Linked DNA regions of Mus musculus: region 1 is linked to region 2. The links are chromatin contacts, called in public HiChIP or PLAC-seq maps. All regions are on one chromosome and are shown on one strand. The core of a region is the stretch at or near the end of the contact, and the rest is flanking DNA. Distances in the headings are between cores, read along the strand shown. Region 1 holds the start of Fam174c (family with sequence similarity 174, member C). Region 2 overlaps Sbno2 (strawberry notch 2).

Region 1 (7,310 bases), core at 3,746-6,245, 100 kb before region 2:
CCTGCCTGGCCACCATAGTGACAGGGAGCCTAGGAAGTCCCATGCCCTCCGCAGGCATCCTGCCTCAGACCATGAGGCCAGTGGTCACTGGAAATAAGACCCTGCCTTGGAGATAGTCAGAGGTCAGGGGCCTACCATGGAGACAAGCATCAATGAAGGTCAGGAGTTACCAGGGTCAAAGGTGGCTTCAGATCCATCAGGTGAGATCTGTTATGGGATATCTGGGTCCTTCAACCATCTGCTGGGGCTGTGTGCTCAGGCCATTGCTCACCCTATGATTCAAACCCACACTGACGGTCTTCAGTGGCCCTGGGCCAACCCTGTCTCCAGGCTTCACTCATCAACCCTGGTTGGTCACCCATGCCCCACCCATGCCACTCTGGTACACAGGGCAAAGCCTCAGGCTCCTGATCTCAGTGTCTGGTGACTCTACAGCCATCAAAGGCCACATTGCCAGGCAGGAGGCTAAAATTATGCCGAGAGAAATTTCTCATTACAGAATAAATTGTACCAAATTGCCCGCCTGAGCTGAGACAGGGCTGGGCAGTTGGGAGTTGGGGGTGGGTTATGGATCCCACAAGTGCCCCCCTTCTAGCTTGCCACCTGCAGAGTAAGGACAGGGTAGATATTTGCCCAACCCAAGCAATAGGCACCCACTGGAGCCCAAAGAAATAATAATCTTTGCATTACTGGCAAACAGAACCTCAGAGGAAATCCTCCCTCCCTCTTGCCTTCTTCTCTTCTCAATGCAAGCACTCCCTCCTCCCTTTTCTATACCCTCCCACCATTCATCCCCCCTCCCATCCCTTCTCATTCTCTCCTGTCTATCATCTTCCCCTCCCCTCAAGCTCAAGGCACAGGTCAGGCTTTGATCCCAAACCCATCTTCCCACAACTAGAACTGTCCAAGTCCCAGCAGACTGCTGTGCCTACCCAGGCCCCTGTTGGGAGAGGCTAGCCTGAGCCCTACAGAGGGACTCAGAGTACCCTGGCCTGCCTTCCCTTTGTGGAACTCCATCCATGTAGGGTCGCAGCTGTCAACTCTTGACTTCCAAAGAAGATGTGACTGGTCTGTGACATGCACTTGCCCCCATGTCCCCAATGGAGCAGCTGACAGCTAGCTCTTTGGGGGCGAGGGGAGCACCAAGAGGCTTGGTTTGCCCATATTGGGGGGATGATGCTTCGGGGGACAGTTTATTTTTTTCCTGTATTGTGGTGTGGCACTCTGAAGGCAATTTACAGGAGTTTGTTCTCTCCTTCAACCACGTGGGTCCAGGGATCAAACTCCGGCTTGGCAGCATGTGGCTTCACCTGCTGAGCCTTTCTGCCAGTCCAAGGCTCAGATTCAGGATGGGTACAGGTGGCAACAGCATTCTGAGTTCAAGCCCCTGGCCCTGCTGTGTGTGTGCTGAGAGCCACCCCAGGTGCACACACTCACACTCCTCACCCCAGGGGCACACACTCACTCCTTGGGCACTCACAGGCTGGCCAGGGCCCAAGGCCTTCCATCTTGCCTGACAGGCCCTTCTCCCAGCTTTCAGCTGTGCAAGAGCACTGGCTAATAGTGCATTAACCTTGATGGAACTGCCAATTACCCCTGCTAATGCTGGGGTTCAGTGACTGCGGATGGTGGTGGGGCCACCCTCCCTGGGAGCAGAAGCAGGGGTGGGGGCTGGGGTCTCTCCTGATCTCATTAGACTAATCACCCTCTCTTTTGAAGCTCCAGCAATGGCTGAGCTGAGGAGCCTGGGGCACAGCTCCAGGGACTAGAACCAGGCCCATATCAGCAGTCATAACACAAAGATGGGGAATGACCAACAGGGCACAGGAACCCCAGACCTGTGACTCAGGAGCTCTGGATTCCCCTGGGTACAAGTTGGGAAAGCAGAACAGAGGTTTCCTGCGGGGAGCACCCCAGGCTGAGGAGAGACCCAGCCACTGAAGGGGGCAGATAGAGACATACAGGGTGGGCTATGGCTTGGCTCTCCATCACACCCAGCCTGACACCAACACTCATAGTAAGTAGGCTCAGCCAGCCTCAGGGACCCAGCTCAGACCAGTGGGAGTATCAGTGGGTATGGAAGTGGAAGAAGTCTGGACACCTATAGGGCAGGAGCTGGACAAGGAGTTCCGACTATGAGGGTTCTGAAAGAGGACCAATAGAGGAGACCTGGTCCCAGAGTAACTGGGGGCGGGGGCGGGGGTGGGGGAGCTGGGAGGCAGGCTAGGTGGTATGTGGCTGCCACCTGGTGGCAATTAGTTGTTATGACCAAGCAGTGTGGACTCAACACTGAGGAAAACTGAGGTTAAGACCTCAAACTGCAAGTGACTTAGCATCCCTATCCCTCTTCCCTAAATTTAAGCACCAGAGAGGCAGGTGACTGGCTAATTCTGAGCTGTAGCCCATAGGATCCTGAGAAACTGCAGTAAGTGACTATACACTGAGCCAGAGTGTCATAACTGGAGCCTTGGAATAGTCTCTCTCGCTCTTACCCTCTTACCCTCTTGCCTCTCTTTTGCCTCTTGCCCCCTTACTCCTAATTCCCTTCCCCCCCCTCTCTACATGGCCATGACCAGGCCCCATTTCTCTACTCTCTCCTTCTCTCTGCCTTTCTCTGCCTCTGCTACCCTCTTAACTCCCCTCCCCATGCCCCGAATAAACTCTATTCTATACTATAAAAAAAGAAAAAGAAAAAGAATAGTCTCTAGGGACAGTGACATGAACAGGAGAGCCCTGTCCTAGGCAGGGCAGCCAGGCATGACACCCTCATTCACTTCACCAGGACACCTGAGTGTGGCATCAAGGGGGAGGTCTCAGATAAGCTACAAAGCCACTCTTCATTTATTGTTGCCAAAGCAGCAGGAAGGCGCACAGAGATCCTCAGGCCCCCTGCTCCATCACACCTTATCAGAGGATGCTCTTGTCCCTTACAGGAGGCAGGCTGACGGAGCAGCCCACATCAGCCTGGCCTTGGGGCCCTCCAGTCTGTGGGCTAGTCTCAATGAGGTCTCTATGCTGCCCCCTAGGGCCTGTGCAGGCTCTGTCCAGGAAGGTTGACATCAGAGCTCACAGAACTACATGTTTTCTCTTGTCCTTGCAGCCTGTCATCTCCATCTCAACATCTGCAAGGGAAGGAACAGGACAAGATATGGTATTGAAGGATGGGACTGGTTGGGCCTCCTTCCAACCCAGCCCAGCCCAGCCTGTAGAAGGTGATGTCCCTTGCAGGTCCACCAGGGTAGGGAGAAGAGACCACAGAAGATGATAAAGTTGGTGTCCAGGGCCCTTGGAAAGCCAGATCTAGTGCCTATTGTGGTCTTGGCTCTATAGCAGCCATCACCAGGACAGGACACTCAACTCTGCTCAGAACCCTGAGGAAGCCACCTTTGTTCTCATTGCAGTTCTGCTCTACCCTCTGTGGTACCACATTCCCTGTGTGGCACTTTCCTCCAACATCTGTTTCCATTAGAGCTTCCAAAACCCCTATTGACACTCCACCTTCTTGGCACACTCCCAGCCCCTCACTGGGGGATTCTAGCTCTGAGATAGACCCTGAGCCCTTTTAGAGACATTGTCCCTTGCTAGTTTGTCTCAGTGATGAAGTCCTTCCTACCATCTCAGATTCCTGGTTTCAAAGACAGTCTCTTCCTCGCTGTCCTGAGAGGCCATCTCTTCATGCTCCTCCGTGTTGGTCAGGAGCCCATACCTCCTTCGCTGTGACTTCTTGAGTCTGCAGGACAGAAACACCCTCAGAAACAACTTCAGCACGGGTGACACCAAGTCCAGGGTACCCACGCAATGCTTCCCTCCACCCCCAAAGCACTTGCCAGATGTGAATCCTTTGTCATAAGAACTACAAGTGCTCCAGGCGTGGAGGCGCACGCCTTTAATCCCAGCACTCGGGAGGCAGAGGCAGGCGGATTTCTGAGTTCAAGGCCAGCCTGGTCTACAAAGTGAGTTCCAGGACAGCCAGGGCTATACAGAGAAACCCTGTCTCGAAAAAAAAACCAAAAAACAAAAACAAAAAAACAAAACCCAAACTATAAGAGCAACTCTTGGCATAGTGAAAACCACGGAGGTAGAGGCATGGATACTATTGGGTTGGATTGCCAGCCACAGCTTCCTAATTAAAGCACAAGGCACTGTCATAGCAGCTAAGAAAAAAATGGAAGATGAAAGGCTGGTTTCTTTTTTCTTTGATTCAGTGTATTGCAACACAGGCTGACCCTTAACTTCTGATCATCCTGCCTCCAGTTCCAAGTGTTGAGATGACAGACATGTATCAGCACACAGCATTTTGCAGGTGTTAGGCAAAACTTTTATGAGCCTCAGCCAAGGAAAGAATTTCTGCAGTTTTTGCAGTACAGCACGTTTTTTCCCACCCCTGTCACCACACCACCAGAGAGGCTGAGTTAGGAGGATGGCCATACTGCGGTCGCTGCCCACCTCGTCAGCCTTAAAATCACAATTAAAGAGACAAGAATAAGAACCAGTCGGCCGGGCGGTGGTAGCGCACGCCTTTAATCCTAGCACTTGGGAGGCAGAGGCAGGCGGATTTCTGAGTTCGAGGCCAGCCTGGTCTACTCTACAGAGTGAGTTCCAGGACAGCCAGGGCTATACAGAGAAACCCTGTCTCGAAAAACCAAAAAAAAAAAAAAAAACAAACAAACAAAAAAACCCAGTCGGCAGCCTGAATCACGTGCCCTCCCGCCCATTTCCTCCTCCCCCTGACTCACTAGATGCTGATTGGCCGCGCTAACGCACCTAAAAGCCCGGATGAGGAAGTAAAGCGAGATCAGGCCGCAGAGCCCAGTGATTACGTAGAACAAGCGGAGCACCGCGGAGCCCGTGTCCCTGTCCGGGAGCCTCCCGTTTGTGTGGTTATAAGGTGGGCCCGGCAGGCTGGAGTTTTCAGCGGAACCAGGGTTGCTACACCAGAGGAGCAGCAGCAGCAGCAGCATGCGTAGTGCCATGCCGGAGCTGAGGCGGAAGTGCACACAGCCCCGCCCCGCCCACAATGCCCTGCGCAATCCTAGGGTTGTTCATCTTAGCGCCTTATTATGGAGATGGGTGGACACTAAGACTCTTACCCGCTGCGCCCTAGTCACCCCTATCCCTGCCACGTCTCAGACCCAAGCCACAGAGTCGGGGGTTCTGGGTCACAGCCCTTTATTCAGGCAACCCAACCCCCCCCCCCCCGCCCCCACAACATTCTGTCCCAGCGACCACGCCAGCCCAGCTTCTTTATCTTTTCCACAGAAGCCTGCATCGCCCACGAGCCAGGTGCTAGCTCAGGAATTGCCTGGAAAAGAAGAGAAGAGATCAATCAGGGAAAGTCCAGTCCAGCTTCTAGGGGTGGGGGATCCCTCAACCCTCTGAGCACCCGGAGTGTCCAAGGACCCCAGGCCTTGACCTCGGGCACTCACCGGGCAAACTGTGTGCAGTCTATGGCTCCAGATCCTGTGGAACCCTCTAGGACCCAGAGTCAGCCATCCTCCCATGGCTCAGGTTGGCTCCCCTTCATCCTGCCAAACAAAGGCGCGTGACTCTTGGCATCCCTGTGGGCCTGCAGCGCCTGCCCTCCCACCTCCCACCCTCACGGCGCCCAAGTGGTTCGTCCCAAGGTGGCCATGCCCAGGGCGTCAGCGCCCTTTTGCAGCCCGCCTCGAGCAGAGCCGGGCTCTGTCCTGCTCAACAGCTTCACGGACTCTGGGCAAAAACTAAAGGCAGCAGCGCAGGTCTAAAGCCTGTCAAGCAAGGACCAAAAACATGCCCAGAAAGGCAGGGCGCCCGGTAGCTCTGGCCGGCCGCGTTATACTGGCGGGAGGTACCACCAGTTTGACTCAGACTTCCAGGAAGCAAATGTCAACCCCAAGTCTAAGTTTCTGTCCAAGTGAGCTATAAACCGGAGGGATGCGACACGAGCGCGAGCGAAAGTGTTACCTCGAGGCACAGGCCAGCTGCAGAGCTAGCGGGGGAGCAGCGGGCGAGTCTCGGAGGGTCTGTGGCTCGCGTCTGTCCCCCGAGGGCTGCGGCTTCGGAGGCTAGCAGAGAATGCCTGGAACTGGCGGGGCGCAGCCGCTAGGCAGCCTCGCTGGCCCTGCCTGCACCCGGCCCTGTACTGGGCGAGGCCTCTGCCGCCCTGCAGCCCCTCAGCACTGCCCACTCCCGTCCCCACTTGGCTGCTTGTTGCCTCCCGCACTGCCCTGCCTTCCTAGCTGCTCTGCTGGCCACGGAGCCGCAGCTCAGTGTCGGCAATGAAAGGGAAATGGTCAGAGCGAGATTCATTTCACACGGTCTTTTAATCGGCTTCGTGAAGCCAAAGAAACTGCGTACAAGAATTCCTCAGCCACTGTGAATACAACATCGATGGAGTATGCATGTCTTCGGTAAAAAAGGACAATATAAATAAACATTTCCACAGCCTCCCGGACTGCTATGCTCCCCATGGGCTTGAGACATGTGCCCGATGGGCAGGACCTGCTGCAACTCCGCAGCCGGGCTGGGGAGCTGGAGGGCCATGGCTTGCTCAAATCGAGTCCATTCCATCTCAGGAGGGGTGGGGCGCCAGACTTCAGGGGCGACCACACAAAAAAAGAAAAAAAAAGAAAAGCCACAACCAAAAAACCTGAAAAAACAAAAACGAGTAACCAAAACCCACACAACCCGACAATTTAGAAAAAACAAAAACCCATGGCTCATGGTAAACAGTAAAATCTGAAGTGCTTTCCAAAACGTTTTTAAGAATACTTAAAAACAGACAGCGCTTCCTTAAAAACAGGTCTAGTCACGAGGCCATCTTGGGTCAGAAGCAGGCTGCTGACGGGTCAGAACGGAAAGGACTACAAAAGTGGGAACAAGGTGCTCACTACACAACGATCAGCGAAGCTCCCCCATCTTAATTACAGCCATGGAAGGACGATCTGGACGCGGAGGGCTTTTACTCGTTGTGTGTAGCTGAGGACAGAAGCGGGACAGTGTAAAGTCACTGGAGCTTGTGCTCCGCCCGCGCGCGTGGGAGGTGGCACAGGGTTTCATGCACCTGGTGCCCTGACCTGTACGGCAGGCCTGGTAGCTGCGCCCAAGGCTGAGCGGCTTAAGATGCTCTGAGGACACAAGGGTTCACCGAGCCCAACCGCAGCCACTCAGATGGCATCCTTGGAGCTAGACTTACCATAACTGTCATAGCTGTCTCTGTAGGACCCTCCCGAGCTCCGATAACCATAGCTGCCACCCTGACTCCGGCTGTGGAAGGACACACATGGACACCCAGGCTCAGCCCCGTACCAGGTATAGTTGGCAAGAGTTGG
Region 2 (7,124 bases), core at 4,510-7,009:
CATCTTGGTTCCATCAATCCCTGTACACCCCTAACCCCCAAGACAGGGTCTCTCTGTGTAGCCCTGGCTGTCCTGAAACTCACTCTGCAGACCAGGCTGCCTCTGCCTCCCAAGTCCTGAGATTAAAGGCGTGTGCCACCAGCACAGGGCCTTCAGTTCTTACAGTCCAGACAGCTGTCCCTTCAAAATACTCAGCACCCACAGGAGAGGCAGAAGCTGGAGATTAGTCTTGGATGCATAGACTGTAGACACAGGCAGCCCTTACCGCTATCTAGAACATTCTGTCTCCTCAAAGGAAGGCATAGCCCCATGACAGGGTATTCTATCTCATTTGCAGCCCTTGGAGCCCCAGGCCCTCTGTGCTCTTGTGTTTGGCTATCTCTGAGCACTGTCCTTGAGGTCCCTCCATGCTGGAGTCTCTCGTTCATGGCTGTGTAATACTCCTGCCTGTGGACAATGCGTGCTGTGCTGTGTGCATTGGTGGACACTAGCTGTTCCTACGCTGGTGCAGTGACTCACTGCTGTGGGTGCTCCTAGTTTTCCTATGAGTATTTTGGAAAGGTATTTGTAGAGTCAGATGGAAGCCAGCACTTTGCTGTCTGAGAGGCTCACTGCTCCAGAGGCCACGGGCTTCAGCCCCACACACCCTTGCCACAGTTGCAACTGCTGGCTTTTGAGTCTAACTGTCCTTGGTGGTATCCTGCTCTGATTTCTGTTTTGAGTTTGAGAGAGGGTTTTGTAGTGTAGCCCAGGCTGTTCTCACGGTCCTCCTGCCTCAGCCTCTCACGGATGTGCCACAATGCCTGGCTCCACTGTGCTGACTGGAATTGAGGCTTTGCTCCATGCCTGTGCCTATGGCTAGGGGGCAGGATGTTGCCAGGGTGGGCAAGGGCAGCTCCAGGTGCTGCCTCTGGGCCAGTGTCCTGGGTGGCCACGCTGTGTGAGTCTAGTAGAACCCTGCAGCCCTGCTGTCCTGACAAGATGGCCAGGGATCTTCCTTGATGGATGGGCTCCTGCTGACTTGGGCTCCTCAGCCTTCTGCTCATGAGCACTGACATGTGGTGACCTTCTTCCTGGGATACCTCACCCCCAACAGGAGGCCAAGTCCTCAGAGACAGCCAGGAATGTAGCCCTGTGGGGGGCCAAACACCTGTGCTGCATCCCTGCCTGCCTACAGTGGAAGTGTCTTCTCCCATCTTTGGTGGCCCTAGGGTCTCCCCAGCATCTCAGCTCATTTGAGAATATCAGAAATGATCGCTTGGGACCCTGATATGAGGAAACTGGAGGCTGTGTTTTGATGAAGGGCTAGGGAGCCCCAGCTCAGCTTAAGGGAGGTATAGAAGGGTACCCAGGCCTCAGTTTCCTCTGGCCCAGCTTCTATAACCCCTGATCCCTGTCATCCCTGGGGGTGGGGGTGGGGTGGAGTGGGAAGGGGGCTGGTACACAAAACAGAACCCGGTGCTTCAGGAGGCCCAGGGAAACTGAAGCTTCAGCTTCTTGTCCCAAGGGAAGTCCCAGAGAAGTGGGGTCAGGCCAGGCTCTGGGCCCAGCAGGGTGCGCCGTTGTTGACAGCCCTTCTGGGCTGATCCGCCCCCTACAGTAATTCTCTGCGCTCTGCCAGTAACTGCCCTGACTTACCAGGCAGGCATCATTTCCTGAAACCCAGCCCAGCCTTAGGGGAAGTCGGAGCCGGTGACTAACCCTCATGCAAATGGGGCCGGCTAGATCTCTTCTGCCTCTGTCCCTGACGGAGCCGCCGAGCCTGCGGCTGCCGTGGTCATGAGGCTGGTGCTCCCCAGCAGCTCTTCCAGGGGGACACGCGGCCACCACTCAGCGCCCCCGCACCCCGACCATGTCACAGCTGCGCTTCTGGCTGCAGTTCGCTGCGCTCAACAAGGTAACTGGCCAGGGATCAGCAGGGCCACCCAGAGCCACCTGTGGCGCCTCTGAGTTCCCACAGGTGGCGGAGCTGTGGCACGGGACGCCCCCAGCCCTGCCCACTCTCAACTTTTCTTGGCAAGTCATAGTGAACATGCCAGAAGTTTTTAAGCCAGAGACTTGAGGCTCAGCGTAGTGGCCAGCGTGAGGACAGCTGTGGGAGGGAGCCTCGGGTACAGGTGTCCAGAGCTGGTCCAGCTGCTCTCTGTATCAGGGGAGGGATGAGCTGGGGTGTCCTCGGTCCAGGGGGACAATTGTCAACACTTCTGCATGGGCTAAAGCAGGACTCAATCTCAGCAAGGTCTGATGGGATAGGAAGAGGCAGGAGCCCATCTTTTCTCTGGGTTGTCAGTCCAGAAGGGGTGGAGGGTGTCTGTGTTTCTGTGGGTCTCTTCTGGGTTTGCCTTCCTGGGCTGGGGAGATGTTTGCTGTGTGACCTGGGACAATCAAGGGCTAGTCCCTGCCAGTCCCTTCGCTGTGGCCTTTCCCACAGAGGTAGGTACCTTGCCAATGTGGGTCTGTGTATACTAGACCCACATTGTAGACAACGGAGTGGGGTCCTGAATTGTCCTGGGGCATTACCTATCAGGCCTAAGCAAGGCCAAACACAGGGTCAGACTGTGGCACTCCAGAAGCCCTGTGTCCAGAGGAAGTGGGTCAGGAAGTTTATCCCTACTGGCCTGGTTGGTAAAAGTTTTAGACTAGTATTGAAGGCTCCAAGTGAGGTGCTTGCCTGCCACCCCAGTACTAAAGGTGGAGGTAGGAGGATTGGGGGTTCAGGGCCAGCCAGAGCAATGTGAGACTGTCCCAGGGTCGTACCGTGCAATCCTCAGGGCTCTCACTTCCTGTCCCTATGTAATGCCCATCACACCGAGTGAGGGGCTTTCCACTGACACATGGTACCCTCAACCATAGTGGCCTGCTGCTTCCAGTGCCTCAGTTTCCCTTCAGTTCCTTTCTCTGTCTATGATCCTTTAGGACATCAGCCATCCTCTTTCTTCAGGCTGTCTCCCTGGGACAGCTGTCCCATCTTAGGCTGAGGCCACTGTGGGAGTCCCTGGGTTTGCCTCCACCCGCCACAGCTGTGGAGACCATCTCTGACTAGCTAGAGCCATTGTGGGAGTGGGGGTGCTGGGTCTAGAGAGCCCTGAGATACGCAGCTCCAGTGCTCCAGGCTTCTCACAACTCCTCTGCCTCCTCCCTTGTCCAGGCCTGGGTTCTCTCGGGATTTTCTCACCATATTGGAGACCAAGGATCGTTCAGGATCCAGACTGGGTGCTGTGCTGGAGACAGGGCACAGGCTGTGACTGTCCAAGTCTGTTCCTAGTATATAATGGGGAAACGGGTCTCAAAAGCCTATCAGGTCCTTTCCTGTCCCCTGAATGCAGGCTGCCACCTCTGCAATGGGGTCATAGTGCCCTGTGAGGTGGGGGTTATAGAACCCAGCCCCATAGCAACCCACGGTCACTTGGGGTTCCCTAGGAAGTCACTAGATACCCAGACAATTGCCTCCCCTTTTCTGGGTAAGACCAAATGGCCCTGGACATGCTAACCCTCAGAGAAGATGGGCAGTTACCCAGGACCAAGACTCCTGAGTCTAAGAAAATAAGCCCTGGATGGCAGCCTCACACCAGGCTGGGTAGGCTGAGGGCCATACTCAGGGCTCTTCTGTCTCTTCTGACCTTGAAGCCTTGAAACCCCGTTGCCTAGTCACTTAGCCTTCTTGTCTCCTGGGGCAGAGCAGGTGACCTGTAACGGGTTACCTAGGTTCAGGACAGCCCCTTCACTCAGCATAGCCCTATCCTCCCTGGCCTCTAAGCACCCGTTCACCTTGGGTGTCTCTCAGGCAGAGCCTGGGGAGCCTGTTGTGCACCCTTGAGTGCTCACTGTCAAGGCTGGGGGGAGGGTGTGTAAATGGACTCTCCACAGCAGCTTACCCCTGGTCCTGATTGTAGTCCTGTGGGACTTCCTGGCCTCCTGCCCTGCCAAGGCGATGCTCCCCGGGCTTCCTGGGAGCCGTCAGCAGGACAGGTCGCTCTGGTTACCTGATCCTGAACTGAAGAGTACTATGCTGCGGCTGCTGTGGGACACAGGCACAGTGAGACAGACAGGGTGACTGCCCAGGCGCAGGCCTCAGGGGCGGCACCCTGGCCTCCAGAGGTCCCTTATGCGTCAGGGTTGGGACATGGAGAATCCCAGCCTGCAGGTGCTCTCAGGGACTCAGGGTGGAGAAAGGACTCCTGTCTGTCTGGCGTGGTGGCTCACTCAGGAGGCTGGGGGAGAACTGCAGTGACTCTGAGGGCAGCCTGGGCTACAAAGTAAACAGCGTGGTTATTCAGGTTCATACATATTCCATAGTTCATTTAAACTGTACATTCCTGTGGTTTTAATGTTGTCGTCGTGGCCATCACCCCACCCTTCCCCAGCTCTGGGAATGCTGAGCCACTTGCTATGCCTGCGTTCTCTAGTCTGGACATTTTCTGTTATGGAGTCCCCGCTGTGTGGCCGGCCTTGCGTGTCTTGCCCTCACTGAGCGCCATGTCCTCATGGTCACTCCATGCTGTGGTGTCCTGTTCCTGGCTGTGTGATACTTGGAACACATGGTTGCTCGCCTGGACCCTGAGTGCACACACAGCTGGCCACTGTGTCACTGCTGCCTGTCTCCTAGGACCCCTCATGCCTCGAGGACCTCTCCAATGCCTCTGTCTTCTCTTCATCTGTGGATTCCCTGTCAGACATCCCAGACACACCTGACTTCCTGCAGGCTGACAGCCTCAACGAGGTGCCTACCATCTGGGATGTCAGCACCACCTCAACTACCCATGACAAGGTCAGCATTCAGGGCACCTCCAAGGGCACTCTGGTGACACAGGTGGACAGGTGGCAGAGCTTGTGATTGACAACAGTGTGTTCAGGCCTGGGTTATAAGGGGTCCTATACCCCAGGCTGGCGGGCCAGTCCCACAGCCCTAAAGGCCTCCACATACCCCATGTCCCCTCATGCCCCATACTGGGTCCCAGCTGTTGTATACCTGCTAGGAACACAGCGATTCCTAGAGAGAGTGGAAAGCAGTTTGAGTTTATTTTTGTTTGGTTTCATTTAGTTTCTGAGCCAGGATCTCACATAGCCCAGTCTGGTGTCAACTTTACTCTTTTAGCCAAGGTTGCCCTTGGGCTACCAATCCACCTATCTCAGTCCCTGAATCCTGGGGTGACAGGTGTGTGCCAGCATGTCTGACTCTAAAGGTAGCTTGGGTCACCAGTTCTCATCCCAGGCTCTCCACCCTCAGTGGACCTGATGGATGGTCTACTGTGACTGACCGCCACTTTGAGGCAAGCAGTGTCTCTCAGGGGACCCTAGCTTCTGGGGTCAACTTCTCTCTGTCCACCCACTCAGCAGGCAGGTGACTGTGGGACACAGAGGCTTCCGGGTGTGCAGGACTCTGACCTAGAGGGATCTTAGCCAGCAGTTATTTTTGCCCCCAGGGGACACTAACAGTGTCTGGGAGGTATGTATGGTTACTCTGTCGGGAGCTCCTGGCATGGACTAGGCCTTGCCAGGGTCTTCTAGATGGAAGCTTCTAGACTTTGAGAGTGTAAGTTAGGGAGGCTCCCAGGAGTCTTCAGGAAGGAAGCCTTGGTGCCATACAGCTCAGAGTTAAGGGCTGACAGTGCAGTTGGTGCAGAGCCAGCAGGACCGGCAGTCCCTGTGTGTCCCCCACCCCCTACTGTGTGGAGCTATGAGATCAAGGCCACAGGGTACTGCCTATCCTGCCCAGGGCCCCAGGCTGCCTGGACCAAGCGCCACAGCCATATCTGAAACCCAACACCCTGTGCTGCTCCAGCCCGGAACATGACTCAGCCTTCCAGGAACCTCCACAGTCTGTTTGGGTTTTTGTTAATTTAAGAAAGAAAAAAAAAAAAAAAAAAAAAAAAACAAGGCAGGAGGGTTGAGTGTGGACTTGTAACCTTCCCAAGCTTCCGCTGGCTTTCAACACCCCTGGCCCTGTGCCCAGCAGAGCAAGGGACATGTGACAGTGACTGTGCCTGAAGTGCCTCAGAGACTCCTGTCCCCCCTCAAGGATGCTGCATCTGAAGCAAGCCCTCCAGGTTAGGGCTGGAGGCTGAGCAGCTGTCCCTGTGCTGCCAATCAGAGGGACTGTGGCTCAGTGGGGAGAGTGCTCCCTGGCATGCACCAAGCCCTGCGCTCCGTCCTCAGCACCAGATGGCCCAGGTGTGGTGTTGTCCCCGTAATCCCAGCACTCAGAAGGTACAGGGAGTTCAGGGTCACCCTCGGCTCGTTAGGGTGTTTGAGAAGACCAGCCTGGGCTACATGACCCTGGTCTGAAAAAGACAAAACAAAACAAACAAACTAAGGGGTATGATGCCTTTACCGAGGACACAGGCTCTGTCCCCAGCTTCTACATGGTGAGCTCAGCCGTCTGTAACTCTAGTTTCGGGGGGTCTGGCACCTTCTTCGGGCCTCGGTAGGCACTACCTTCACACAGTGTGCTTTATATACATGTAAGGAAAGCACCCATATGTACAAAATAAATCTTTAAAATCTATCTGTATGTCTCTAGATTGAGGAGTTGAGAATCAGTGTGCAAAAGAGAGCCATGTACCCTGAGTGGCTTTAGACTCAGCCCGCAGGCCAGGCCACACCACTTGTCCAGACCTGGTCAGCACTGTGGTCCATCCATATCTCCTACAGAGGGACATTTGCAGTTTGGTCACAGTGTTGGGGACATTCTCACTCTGTTGCTCACAATAGAACCTTCACCCCGAGGAGGCCCTCAGCCCCCCCCCCCCCCACACACACACAGGTAGTAGGGCAGTTCCTTAGCACAGATTACTCCCAAGGACATTTGCCCAGCCCTCAGGGCCCAAGTCTGCATCCTGGGACTATCTGGCTGGCTTTTGTCCACTTTTCCCTGGACCAGGGGCTACCATCTTGGGGTCTCCCATGTGCCACAGAGACACAGACTGTTGTCAGCCCTCCCTACCATGGTCTGCCAGGTCCCAGGATGAGTCAGGCAAGGCTTTGGTCCCTGAGGCTGAGCAGTCCCCTGTCTAAGGACACAGACACTGCCATAGAAGGCCATGGCTCACACCCTGCCCTGCTGTCCCCTACAGCTGTTCATACCTAGTGGGCCATTCTCGGCTCCTGAAGACCCGGTGACTTCG

Evidence for each region. HiChIP or PLAC-seq counts read pairs in DNA pulled down with a chosen protein or histone mark.
Region 1: an HNF4G HiChIP or PLAC-seq map of pancreatic cancer cells shows a contact between it and region 2. The contact joins the promoter of Fam174c here to the enhancer-like site in region 2. A contact is called at or near these places in 7 of 39 promoter capture datasets (the 3T3-L1 cell line, 3T3-L1-derived adipocytes, the C10 cell line and 4 more), 1 of 15 datasets of contacts at CTCF or cohesin (the NIH/3T3 cell line), 11 of 484 Hi-C or Micro-C datasets (CD4 T cells, CD8 T cells, the G1E-ER4 cell line and 7 more), 6 of 115 datasets of contacts at active chromatin or transcription factors (CD8 T cells, the HPC-7 cell line, effector CD8 T cells and 3 more) and 2 of 9 other capture datasets (adipose tissue and liver).

What each region holds. Positions count from the first base shown.
Region 1 is chr10:80,170,629-80,177,938 of GRCm38.p6, reverse strand. Fam174c (family with sequence similarity 174, member C) reads right to left here and starts at 4,995. Exons shown (of 3, transcript NM_027207.2): 1 at 4,765-4,995; 2 at 3,614-3,730; 3 at 2,820-3,122. The coding sequence starts at 4,973. The coding sequence ends at 3,122. It overlaps Cirbp (cold inducible RNA binding protein), which reads right to left. Exons shown (of 7, transcript NM_007705.3): 6 at 7,175-7,245; 7 at 6,284-6,957. The coding sequence ends at 6,941.
Region 2 is chr10:80,070,001-80,077,124 of GRCm38.p6, reverse strand. Sbno2 (strawberry notch 2) reads left to right here. Exons shown (of 32, transcript NM_183426.2): 5 at 4,607-4,768; 6 at 7,074-7,124. Among named protein-coding and RNA genes, the nearest start is that of Gpx4, 20 kb to the right of the region's middle. Within about 2 kb of position 5,759, at least 215 of the 459 cell types and tissues checked have an H3K27ac peak or open chromatin away from gene starts, as enhancers often do. A contact at or near this core is called in 3T3-L1-derived adipocytes, the G1E-ER4 cell line, the HL-1 cell line and 8 more, where this site is marked.